2 separate regions of the Sus scrofa genome follow, and region 2 is linked to region 1. The links are chromatin contacts, called in public HiChIP or PLAC-seq maps. All regions are on one chromosome and are shown on one strand. The core of a region is the stretch at or near the end of the contact, and the rest is flanking DNA. Distances in the headings are between cores, read along the strand shown.

Region 1 (2,575 bases), core at 46-2,545:
GGGGGGGTAGGTTGTTAAGAGAATGTCATTCATTCCTTAATTCCCTTCCCTACAGGCTCCGACTGGCAAAGATGAGAGAGGCCGATGCGGCCCAGGGCCAGGCTGGTAAAGTACCCCCCACCCCCGCCCCCACACGACACTGTAACTCTGGGCTTCTGGTCGCTGGTGACCTGTCCCCAACCCCCTGTGCTCAGCTTCTTTGGTTAATTACATTATTTAGTCAACAGATATGGATGGGGCACATCCTACGCGCCAGGTCCTTGAAACAGAGCAAAGAATAGGCGAGGGCGCTGCCCTGACAGCGCAGATGTCCCCTCCACCCACGCTGGAAGCGCGTGCTCTTACCAGGCCGGGCTGTCCCCATTGTGCGCTTCAGTGCTAGCGCCCAGCCACCCGGCGTCCCAGCCCTTCCTCCCTCCCCTCAGGAGATGAGACGTATCTCGACATCTTCCGAGACTTCTCCCTCATGGCATCTGACGACCCCGAGAAGCTGAGGCGGCGCAGTCATGACCTCCACACGCTATGATCTCAGACCGTCGAGGGCCCCGCACCGGCTACTCCTCCCCTCCGCCCCTTCGCCATTAAATCCTCTGTGCCTTGCTCTTCAAAGTTCATTTACTGGGCAGCCCCTTCAGGCTGGCAAGGAGTTGGGCGTTGCGTCTCTTGGGGTGCAGGAGCGGCTGGGAGTTTGCGAGCTTGAGTCACACGAGGGGCGGAGGGGCGAACAAGGGGAACAAGAAGAGGGAGCTTCGGCCTCAGTCTGAGAGTCGCGCGGGGCACGTAGGCTCAGGCGACGTGGCCAGACCCATCCGGGTGGGGAGAAGCCGCTCGCGTGGGCTGGGCCCGGCCTTCCCTTGGGGGTGCTGGCATATGGCTGGGATGGCGAGGCTGGCTCAGGCCACCCCGGCCCAGGCCCGGAGGCATCCCTGGAATGCGGCGGCTCAGCACCCGCCCCCTCGGGAATTCCCTGCGGAGCGACTGGGAAGGAACTGGTCCCCAGCCCCCGACGGCCAGGCTTCGGTTTCCGGAGCGGCGAGATAGGAGGGGCCGGCTCCAGCCTAGATGCAGACGTGAGGTCTAGCACACCTGGGGGCCGGCGGGGCCGTCGCAGCCACATCCGGAACGACGCGCCTGAGTCACCCGCAGGACCCCACCCCCGCTAGCGTCCGCCTAGCCAGCCCGTCCGCCCCGTCTCTCCGGTTCGCCGCTCTCGGCTCCCACCACCACCCAAGCCGCGCTCGCCCGGCGGGGGCGGGGGGCGGGGCGCCCAGGGGGCGGGGCTGCCTCTTAAAGGGCCCCCGGCCGCTGCCCTTAGGCCACTTCCTGGGGGCGGAGAGGACTTCAGCGGCTGCGACGACACTGGGGGAAGGCGGCGGCGCCCGGTCTCGAGACTCCCGGCTGCTTCCATCGGAGTCCTTGGACACTGCCAGCTCGGACTGAGCGTGCATCCTCGCTCCCCAGCGGACACAGAGGAGCCTCCGGTGTCGGCTCCGGTCAGCCCCTCCTCCATCTCCTGGAACCCGCGCCGGAGCCAGGCCAGGCCCGGCCTCCGACTGGCTCCCGGAGCTCTGCATCGACTCGCCCGGAGCGACAGCGCTCTGCCCCAGAGCTCAGAAACCTGACCCTTCAAAGAGTCGGCCTTGTGCTCGCCACCGTCACCTGCTGGTTGGATTTCGGAAACCCACTGTCTGAAGACCACATAGAGGAATCGCTGACCCCCGGAATCGGACCTAAATCTCTCGTCCCTCTCTGGCTTCCCTCTGCTGTTTTTATCCGTTCTCCCAATCTTTCCGGAATTTCTGTGCCCAGAACCCTCCCCCACCACAGTAGCTGGAGTGAGCCCCACATCTTGCTGCCTTGTACTCCAATTTGTGCCTCCGACCCAGAGACTGCCTGAACTTTACGCCCCAGTTCTGCACACACCCAGGAAGTTCCGCCTTTTCTTCTCTTTCGGTGTCCCCAGTACTCCTCAAAATTTCCCCTCCTCCTGTGCCCTCTCCGCCCCCCGCCTTTGGGGGCCCTGTGACCCTGAATGTGGGGGGCACGCTATATTCCACCACTTTGGAGACGCTGACTCGATTCCCAGACTCCATGCTGGGGGCCATGTTTAGGGCCGGTACCCCCATGACCCCCAACCTCAGTCCCCAGGGAGGTGGCCACTACTTCATCGACCGAGATGGCAAGGCCTTCCGGCACATCCTCAACTTTCTGCGGCTGGGCCGCCTGGACTTGCCCCGTGGATATGGGGAGACGGCGCTTCTCCGGGCAGAGGCTGACTTTTACCAGATCCGGCCTCTCCTGGATGCCTTGCGGGAACTAGAGGCATCTCGGGGGACCCCGGCACCCACAGCCGCCCTGCTCCACGCAGATGTAGAAAGCAGCCCCCGCCTGGTGCACTTCTCCGCTCGCCGGGGCCCGCACCACTATGAGCTGAGCTCTGTCCAGGTGGACACCTTCCGGGCCAACCTCTTCTGCACCGACCCCGAGTGTCTGGGTGCCATGCGGGCCCGATTTGGTGTGGCCAATGACGACAGGGCGGAGGGAGGCCCACACTTTCGTCTGGAGTGGGCCCCCC
Region 2 (2,575 bases), core at 29-2,528, 280 kb after region 1:
GGGTGTGGCAGGACCCCTCTCTCCTTCAATCCTTGCTGTCGGCAACAGGAGTGTGGGCTGGGCAGGAGCCCAGAAACCCACTTTAAGGATAATGGGGCTCTCGTGATGCCAAGGGCCAGGGGTTGTCAATTCTGGGGGAAAAAATGTGGTAGGCAGGATGGTGAGAGCTAAGCTGGGTCTAAGTGTGGATGGGCCCTACAGGAGTACCAGGGTCTGCCACTCCTCGCGGTGCCAGACTGGCATAATGAGATCCGTCAGGTGTGAACACCGCCCAGGAAAAGGGGGAACTGAGGTGCCAGCTTCTCTCCTCATCCCGAGAAGAAAATGTCATCAATTTAGCTCTTCATGGAAATGTAATCAGTGGCTCGCTGCTGGCTTTGTCTTAATTAGGCACTATTGATGGAAGCAGGGAGGGTGCCTTCCCATCCCCCAGATTCGCTTCTTCTCTGGATCTCCCAGGCCTCCCTAGAGCTTCTACCAGCCCCAGGTACAGCTCAGTCTTCCAGGCGCTTCTCCGGGCAGCCCCAGCCCGCAGCGCCCCCTAGCACCTGCGGCGGTCTGCCCCTTTTCTCACACCCCTGTCCTCGCTTCCCCAGGACTCAGCCTTTGTTCTTACGGAGAGCCGAGCCCCTCCCCGGCCCGGTCACCTTCCCCAGAGAGTCCCCGCCTCCTGTCCCCCCAAAACGAGCGACGCTTTCCAAAGCCAATCCTCAGATTCCCCAAATTCCAGTTCCGTTCTTCCCTCTTTCCCCCGCCCCGCGCTGCCAGGCGATCCTAGACCCCAGTCCGAACTAAGAAGGGGGAACAAGCAGGAGGGCAGAGGTGCTCCAGCCCCGGTTTTTCCCCCGGACTCAGCTGCAGCCACGGCTGCCTCGAAATCCTGGAGCGCCTTCTAGGGCGCGCGTGAGCCTCGCCGGCGGAACCCCCGGCGCCATCTGCTGGACTCGCCCGGGATGGAGCCCACAGACCCCGGCGCGGGGTCGGGCGCTCAGGTTCCCCCAGCCTGTTTGGTGTCCTGCAGGAGGCTGCTCATTGTTCCCAGCCCCAGGCCTTCCAGCCTGTGTTCCGACCAGACCCCCCGCCACCCTCCAGCCTGCCAGGTCTGGCAGCTTTCCCTTGCCCCCCAGCCCTGTTGCCCCTGGTCCCCGCCGGGGAGACACGGGACCAGCGGGGCAGGGAGCCTGGGGTCCGGACTTCACTGCGCCTGCGCCCAGGAGGCCGAGCTCGCGGGCTCGCGCCCCAGCCACCCGCCCCCTCCCGCTTCGGTTGCCATGGTGACGCGTGCAGGCGCGGGCCCGAGAGGGCCACGCGGGGCAACTTGTTAGCTGAAGGGGCCGGTCGGTCGGCCTAGGGAGGAGAGGGTCGGCGTCGTGAGGTGTGTGTCGGGGGCAGAGGGGAGGAGGGGAGGAATGCCCGGGAGAGCCGGGAGGTGCGGAAAGAAGGGGCAGCGGTGAGGGGGTAGGAGGGAGAGTTGAGGGGGGCGGGGAAAGGGGCAGCTGTGGGGGAGGGGAGAGCAAGGGGCAGTTGTGGGGAGAGGAAGGGGCAGTTGGAGTTGAGATGAAGAAGCGGGGACGGTTGTGACAGTTGTGTGAGGAAGCTCCTGGGAGGGGAAACTGGCTCGCTGGCAGCCACTGGGGGTCGGAGGAGAGGGCCGGCCCGCTGCGGTGTTTCCCGAGTAATAGAAAGAGTCCCAGGCTCGTGGAAAGCTCCTCCTGGGGTCTCGGAGTGGGGCCATGGCGTGAACCCCGTGGGGAGAGGGCTCCCAGCCTGGCCAGCGGAATGTTCCCGAGGCTCCACTTGGAGGCGGGGAAGCGCAGCCTGTCGCTTCTCTGGAGGCGGGTGGCGGAAGCCCGAAGCCGCCCTGCCCCAGTTGGCTGTATTGATGTGCTGGCCTAATAGAACCGTTTTCCTTGGAGCACAGCCTTCAAGTTTGAAACTCATAACCTCTGATCAATGCCGGCGGCAGCCTGTGGGGATGAGAAAGAAAAGCCACAGGTGGCTGTCAGGCCAGAGCTGAGTGAAGAGGGAATGGCCGCGAATCAGACCTTGCCCGCCAGGGATGCCCGGCCCCCCGACGTCCTCCTTTTCGGAGAGAAACGCTGCTGGGGCCTTCCTCACCACCCCCCATCCTCTTCTCCCCTCCCCAGACACCATTTGAAATTCGCCATTGGGTGACGTTTGTCTTTCCTTCCTCCAGTCTGTTCTCAGGGCATCTAGAATCCTGCTCTTCACCTTCATTATCCCTTAGCTCGGAATGACTCAGCCAGCCTGTGCTAAGAGACCTTTTCAGTACCCACGGAGCGGGGTTCCTACCCCCCAGGAAGGAAAAGCTAAAGAGAGGGGGTTCCTACCCCCAGGAAGGAAAAGCTAAAGAGACGTGTTGCAAATGCTGTCGTTTCTTTGCTTAAGGAGGTTGCAGATTTTAGTGGGAGGAGAGGGGGCATTTTTCTGTTTCCCCCTCTTTGGGGGGAGGGAACTTGGGAGGAAAGGAAGGACATGGGAAAATCATCTTGTTGCTTGGTAACTTGACACAGTGACAAAAGGTGTGGAACGTGGGGACAGTCTTCCCCTCCCT

Evidence for each region. HiChIP or PLAC-seq counts read pairs in DNA pulled down with a chosen protein or histone mark.
Region 2: a contact with region 1 is called in an H3K27ac HiChIP or PLAC-seq map of alveolar macrophages. The contact joins the promoter of DNAH2 here to the promoter of KCTD11 in region 1. A contact is called at or near these places in 1 of 47 Hi-C or Micro-C datasets (embryonic fibroblasts) and 1 of 2 datasets of contacts at active chromatin or transcription factors (alveolar macrophages).

Annotation. Positions count from the first base shown.
Region 1 is chr12:52,696,860-52,699,434 of Sscrofa11.1, forward strand. It overlaps KCTD11 (BTB/POZ domain-containing protein KCTD11), which reads left to right and starts at 1,296. Exons shown (of 1, transcript XM_003358250.5): 1 at 1,296-2,575. The coding sequence starts at 2,092. It overlaps ACAP1 (arf-GAP with coiled-coil, ANK repeat and PH domain-containing protein 1), which reads left to right. Exons shown (of 25, transcript XM_021067819.1): 24 at 56-105; 25 at 426-1,887. The coding sequence ends at 526.
Region 2 is chr12:52,980,939-52,983,513 of Sscrofa11.1, forward strand. It overlaps DNAH2 (dynein heavy chain 2, axonemal), which reads left to right and starts at 1,279. Exons shown (of 89, transcript XM_013981316.2): 1 at 1,279-1,375.